Regions from separate parts of the Mus musculus genome. Here region 2 is linked to region 1. The links are chromatin contacts, called in public HiChIP or PLAC-seq maps. All regions are on one chromosome and are shown on one strand. Each heading gives the region's core, a stretch centred on a gene start, on an enhancer-like site or on the middle of the called end of the contact. The rest is flanking DNA. Distances are from core to core; before and after follow the strand shown. Region 1 holds the start of Scaf11 (SR-related CTD-associated factor 11). Region 2 has its middle 17 kb from the start of Gm32406.

Region 1 (2,700 bases), core at 2-2,501:
ATATACTTTCCCCAAAATTCAGAGAAAACTGCCCAAACTGGGGGAAATTTGAATACTACCATATCTTAGTCAAGGCATACTAAAAAACTTTCTCGTCAGTTTTCGTTAGTTCGCTGCTAGTATATAAGGATGGTAGCCAAAATGTAATCCAAAATGAATGAGAAGCAGCCGCGGTTTTACGTAGTACGATCAGCATGTAAAACTTGCATTCTGTATTGTTTACTACCTCACACACGCAGATGATTAGCCGGACTACCGGAATACGATACTGTACAGATCAACGCATGGGGAGTGTAGGTCACCATTTCAATCTGGGACTGTTGCCCTCAATTGCAACCAGGTGTCTTTTAAATTAAATTCTTCGAGATCCGTGCGGAAGACGAGCGTGCATTGGCCAATCTTCTAATCGGTACTCAGTCCCCGGCTCTAAGGCGGGGTTGAGCGGGGCTGAGTTTCGATCTCCCGGCCGGTTGGACCGCGGGCAGCCCGGGCAGCGGGTTTTAAAAACGACGGCGGGGGTGGGGAGGCGGCCGCCGAGGGAGGGAGGGAGAGGCCGAGGCCAGGCGCCGGCCAGCGCTTCCTCGTTCAGGCGCCGGGGAGGTCACAGCCTAGTGAAGTTTGGTTTCACAAGCGGGACCCGGAGGCTCGGGGACGAACGCGAACTCCACGGGAAAGCGGGCCAGCCTGGGAGCGCCCGGAAGCACGGCCGACACGTTCCCACTGCGGGTGGGGGAGCTGCGGGCCGGGCCTGGAGCCCCTTCCTGCCTCGGCCGAGGCCCCGCAGCCCGCGCCGCCCCGCTCTGCTCCTAGGCCCCGCGCGCGCCCAAACTGGACCTCCGCCCCGCGCCGCCCGGGGCCGCGGCTCCCAACTTTGCTCGCAGCGAAAGACACCGCCCGAGCCGCGCGCGAGCCCCAAACTTTGCCCGCCCGCCCGGCCCGCGCCCCCGCCGCGCCGCGCTGCGCTGCGCCCCGGGGCGCCTCGTCCGCTCTCTCCGGCCCGCCGTGTTTACCTGAGGCCGAGGTCCCGCGGCCGCGCCGGCGCAGGAGGCCCGGTCTCCGTCAGTCCGCCGCTAAGTTCTGCACCATGGACTCCTCCGGCCGCTCGGAAGCGCGCGCGGCCCGCGGGCTGGCTCGGACGGCCGGGTCGGGAGCACGCAGGCAGCCACGCAGCAGGAGACCCGGGCAGGCGGCGCTAGCTCCGCGCCGCTTGCGCCACCGCCGCTCCCCTCCCCCGCCGTGTCTGGCGGCTCCCTCCCTTTCTCCCTCCCTCCTTCCGCGGGGCTCAGCCGCGCCGCCACAGGTCGGCGCACTGTGGTGACGACGCGGGCGGGCGGGCGGGCGGGCGGCTGGACCCGCCGCACGCTACCTGCTCGCGGGCGCTGCCGTACTCCCCCGGACCTCCAGGGGGCGCCCGCGAGCCGCGACGGACGGACGGACGTGGTGGGCGGGGCACGCCGCCCGGCTGGAGAGCGGGAGCTCCGGCGTCTGCGAGTGGCCGGGGCTTCTGGGAAACATTCTTCTTGCCCCGCCCTCTTGCCGCTCGGAGCGCTACGCGCACGCGCCGTGCTCAGTCCTCGCTCCACCCCTTTCCCCCTCATCCCCACCCCCGCCCCTGCGCCCTGGCCGCGCTCTCTCTGGTCGTGGCCTTTCCTGGCAGGCTCCGTGGGCGACAATAAAGATGTTTTGGAGAGACTGCAGTCCCGAGAAGAACTCGTGCGTAGTTGGCACGGATGAAGTACTCCGCCCGCTGCACGTGCGCGGCGGCCTGCCAGCCCGGGACACACTCCCACGCCCTAAGCCCGCGTCCCCGAGGCTAGCCGAGCCTGGCTGGCTTTAAGTGCTTCCACTTTCAGTCACTCTGCGATGTCCTCCTGCCCTGCAGCGCCCTCGGATCTTTTGTTTCACCTCGGAGGTGTCTTTACAGGCTTTTCGTCAGGCGCTGGCTTTTTCACCCCCTGCTCCACGCTCTAGCTTTTCCTAGTTGTCCTCTTGCAATCCACGCTGTCGCCTGGCCACCCCAACCCAGGCTGTTCCCTCCCTACCTCCAGCCCAGCAGCGTCCCCTGCCCTCCTCTCTGATCCTGTCGCTTCCCTGGCATCTTCATCCTGTGCTACTTGGCTGTTCAGTGCCCGTCACGTCACACCGAAGTTTGGGATGATGTCTCGTTAAGCTCTTCACAGAGCCGAGCACCAGCAAGGGACTGGGTAAATAACCGCTTAGGAATGCAATGAATGGCAGCCTTGTCTCTCCCAGTGTCAGTGAGCTATCTTCATAGGTTTGGAAATGTGGTGTTCCTGTGTGCAAGTATTTCGCAGTGATTTAGAGGTGTTAAAATACTTTGTTCTGATGAAACAAGACTTTCTGAGGGACCTTTCTCTTGTAATGACGACGAATGAAGCTGGTGATTAAGAAAACCTAAAAACCTGTTGAAACTGTTGTGTGACAGAATCAAGTCAAAGGCACTGTTAACCATCCTGCAGAGATAAAGTTTAGCTTTCCTGTGTACACTCGGGGTCCAGAATTCACCCTAGAGAATTTTATCAGTAAGAGCAATTCCCGGTGAAGATGTGATATTCTTTTGTATGTATTTTATTTTGTTTTTAATGCAGAGTCTCACTGTGCAGACCGATCCTCAAACTCCACATCTCCTACTTCAAATTTATTGCTCTACCTTTTGTGTTCGCAACATTTAAAATTCAC
Region 2 (2,700 bases), core at 172-2,671, 63 kb after region 1:
AAATAAATAAATAAATAAATAAATAAATGATTTTTTAAAAAAACGTTCTTCCTCTCCTCGCCCCTGCCACACCACCTGCCCCAGGTGTCCCTTATCCTCACCCCTGCCCTCACCACCTGCCCCGAGGGTCCCTTATCCTCATCCCTGCCACACCACCTGCCCTGAGTATCCCAGAGTAAGGGCCGCTCTCTCTCTGAGCTCCCAACATGTCCGCTCCCTTACATTCTGGTTTCTCACCTCAGCACAACATGGGCATCGTATTGGCACGTTTGTTTGGGCGCTACTTGTCTAAAGGCTGTTTCTCCGCTAGCCTGTAAGCCCCAAGGGAAAGGGCAGAGCTGTGTTATTTAGTTCACATGTGTATGCTCACGGCCTTGCATGTAGGACACCATCAATGCCTGTTGAACAAATGCTTAGGGGGGAAAAAAGGCTTTCCTTTCTTGAGGCGGGGGTCTCTGCTTAGGCTAGTCTTCCCGTTCTAGCCTCCCACGTGCTGGGAGTACGGGTTCTGACCACATCTGGTGAAAAATAGGGTCCGTTTAAGTTTGAACTATGAAGACTGTAGGGGTTATTTTAAAAGGAATTTTAAATTTGGTATGTTTTAGGACTCTTTTCTTTAGGGAAGGAAAAATAACTATCACTGACACTCTGATGAGTATATTTATAACTTCAGGAGGTCGGGTGTCGCAAAAGAGTTGATATATACCACTTATACCAAGTGTGCTGGCACACGCCTTTGATTGAAGTATGCCCGAGGCAGAGACAGGCAAGCTCTGTGAGTTCAAGGCCTGCTGGGGCTACAAAGTGATACAGAAGAGTGGGTGATACAAAGCAGCACCCACTTGTGTCATTGATCTCTCTGGAGGTAAATGACGTCAGTGAGCCCTGGAGGCTCTGCGCATCATGCAGTGGTCCCATCAGTGACGGCAGAAGTAGAAGCTGCATTTAGCATTTACTGCTGCTACATGTTGCATTTAGCATTTACTATGCTGCTACATGTTGCATTTAGCATTTACTGTGCTGCTACATGTTGCATTTAGCATTTACTATGCTGCTACATGTTGCATTTAGCATTTACTATGCTGCTACATGTTGCATTTAGCATTTACTATGCTGCTACATGTTGGGTGATTCTCCTGCCTCCTCTGCTTGTTCTTCTGGTTAAAAAGGTAGATTTATTATTATTATTATTATTATTATTATTATTGGGGGGAAGAGGAGGGGGAGATGGAAGAGGAGGGAGTGGAGGAGGAGGGGGAGGAGGAGGAAGAGGAGGGAGTGGAGGAGGAGGGGGAGGAGGAGGCTGTTGTCATTACCTCAACCTGACTGGCACAGAGGGACCAGTATAGATCCCCAGCTGACTTCTTGCAGTGTTCTGATTAGTTCTGGCCCTAAAGCTGCTTTTTCTTCCGCGACTCATCCCACGTATGCTCGCTTAGTCACATGGGTACAAGACATTGTTTAGGGAGACATTCCAACACAGCCCAGCTTTCAATAGCCTGTCAATCAAGTTGCCCTTGCTGGAAGCATTCCTTAGATAAGGACCTCTCTCCTCTATGCCTTTGTTAGCATGTTTGCCTGGAGATCTGCCATCCCCGGCTTTCAAGGAGGTTTGAGTAGGCTCTTTCCCCTTCTTTCTTCCCAGACTTTCCTCAGCAAGAGGTGGGTGTTGGGTGACAGGCCTGCTGCGGCCTTCTCATCTGCAGGGTAGCACAGATGGCAAACATCAGGGTGGGGACTCATGCCCAGCTCTGCCTTACTTGCAAGGCCGCTCTTCCCGGCACGCTACCCTCCACCCCCTCTCTGACTTAGAGCAGAGCAGTAGCTGTCTTTCTATGTTCTGCTTGTTGTTCGTTTGGTTGGTTTGGTTTTTCAACACAGGGTTTCTCCGTGTAGCCCAGGCTGTCCTGGAACTCACTCTGTAGACCAGGCTGGTCTCAAACTCAAGAGATCCACCTGCCTCTGCATCCCGAGTGCTGGGATTAATGGTGCACCCCACCACCGCCCTGCTGCATCTCTGATTTTAATTGGTGTTGTTAGCATTATCTGTCTGGCTGCTGGGCACAGTCCTTGGGCAGTTTTGCTGCTGTATCAGCCCGAAGGTCTGCAGTTTTAAGAACCTGAGACAGTGAGAAGAAAGCTCGTAGGAAAGGAAGGCACGGTTTGAACTGCAAGGTGGTACGGGTGAGACTTCAGCAGACGGCCGAGTTGGTGCTGAATGCACTCGATAATTTCAATAGAGATAACACGGTAGCCTCTTAATGCGTGTTGCAGAATTGGAATGTAGTCACCAAAATTCAAGTGTTCGAAACTTCCCCAGTGCAGCAGAGGTGAGAAACGAGCCAAACAGGAAGTGTTTGTTTCACTGAGTGTTGTAGAGAAAGGATCTCTTGTAAGCATCACCTGTCAATAAAAAAAAAAAAAAGAAAAACACAAAAAGACCAACAAACAAACAAACAAACAAACAAACAAATAGGAGGTGGGGCACTGGCAGGAAGAGAGAGGATTCTGGGAAATAGTGAGTGTATAAAAGAGAGAGTCAAGAGACCATGGAGACAGACCACAGAGAGGGGTCTAAACCAGCAGATTAGATGAACTCAGGGAGACACGTGAAGAAAGAAGGGGGCTGGGACTGAAAGAGAGGTAACTAACCAACTGGTAGACATAGAATAGTTTAAATGGTTAACTAAGTCACAAGCT

Evidence for each region. HiChIP or PLAC-seq counts read pairs in DNA pulled down with a chosen protein or histone mark.
Region 2: a contact with region 1 is called in an H3K27ac HiChIP or PLAC-seq map of extraembryonic endoderm stem cells. The contact joins the enhancer-like site here to the promoter of Scaf11 in region 1. A contact is called at or near these places in 7 of 39 promoter capture datasets (the 3T3-L1 cell line, embryonic stem cells, liver and 3 more), 1 of 15 datasets of contacts at CTCF or cohesin (pro-B cells), 20 of 484 Hi-C or Micro-C datasets (the C2C12 cell line, the HL-1 cell line, the N1E-115 cell line and 10 more), 7 of 115 datasets of contacts at active chromatin or transcription factors (the SCID.adh cell line, embryonic stem cells, extraembryonic endoderm stem cells and 2 more) and 1 of 9 other capture datasets (adipose tissue).

Annotation. Positions count from the first base shown.
Region 1 is chr15:96,459,592-96,462,291 of GRCm38.p6, forward strand. It overlaps Scaf11 (SR-related CTD-associated factor 11), which reads right to left and starts at 1,252. Exons shown (of 15, transcript NM_028148.2): 1 at 1,011-1,252. It overlaps Gm41408, which reads left to right. Exons shown (of 2, transcript XM_030248866.1): 2 at 453-2,700. The coding sequence ends at 1,318.
Region 2 is chr15:96,522,905-96,525,604 of GRCm38.p6, forward strand. No RefSeq gene overlaps it. Among named protein-coding and RNA genes, the nearest start is that of Gm32406, 17 kb to the left of the region's middle. Within about 2 kb of position 1,422, at least 65 of the 459 cell types and tissues checked have an H3K27ac peak or open chromatin away from gene starts, as enhancers often do. A contact at or near this core is called in the C2C12 cell line, the HL-1 cell line, extraembryonic endoderm stem cells and 3 more, where this site is marked.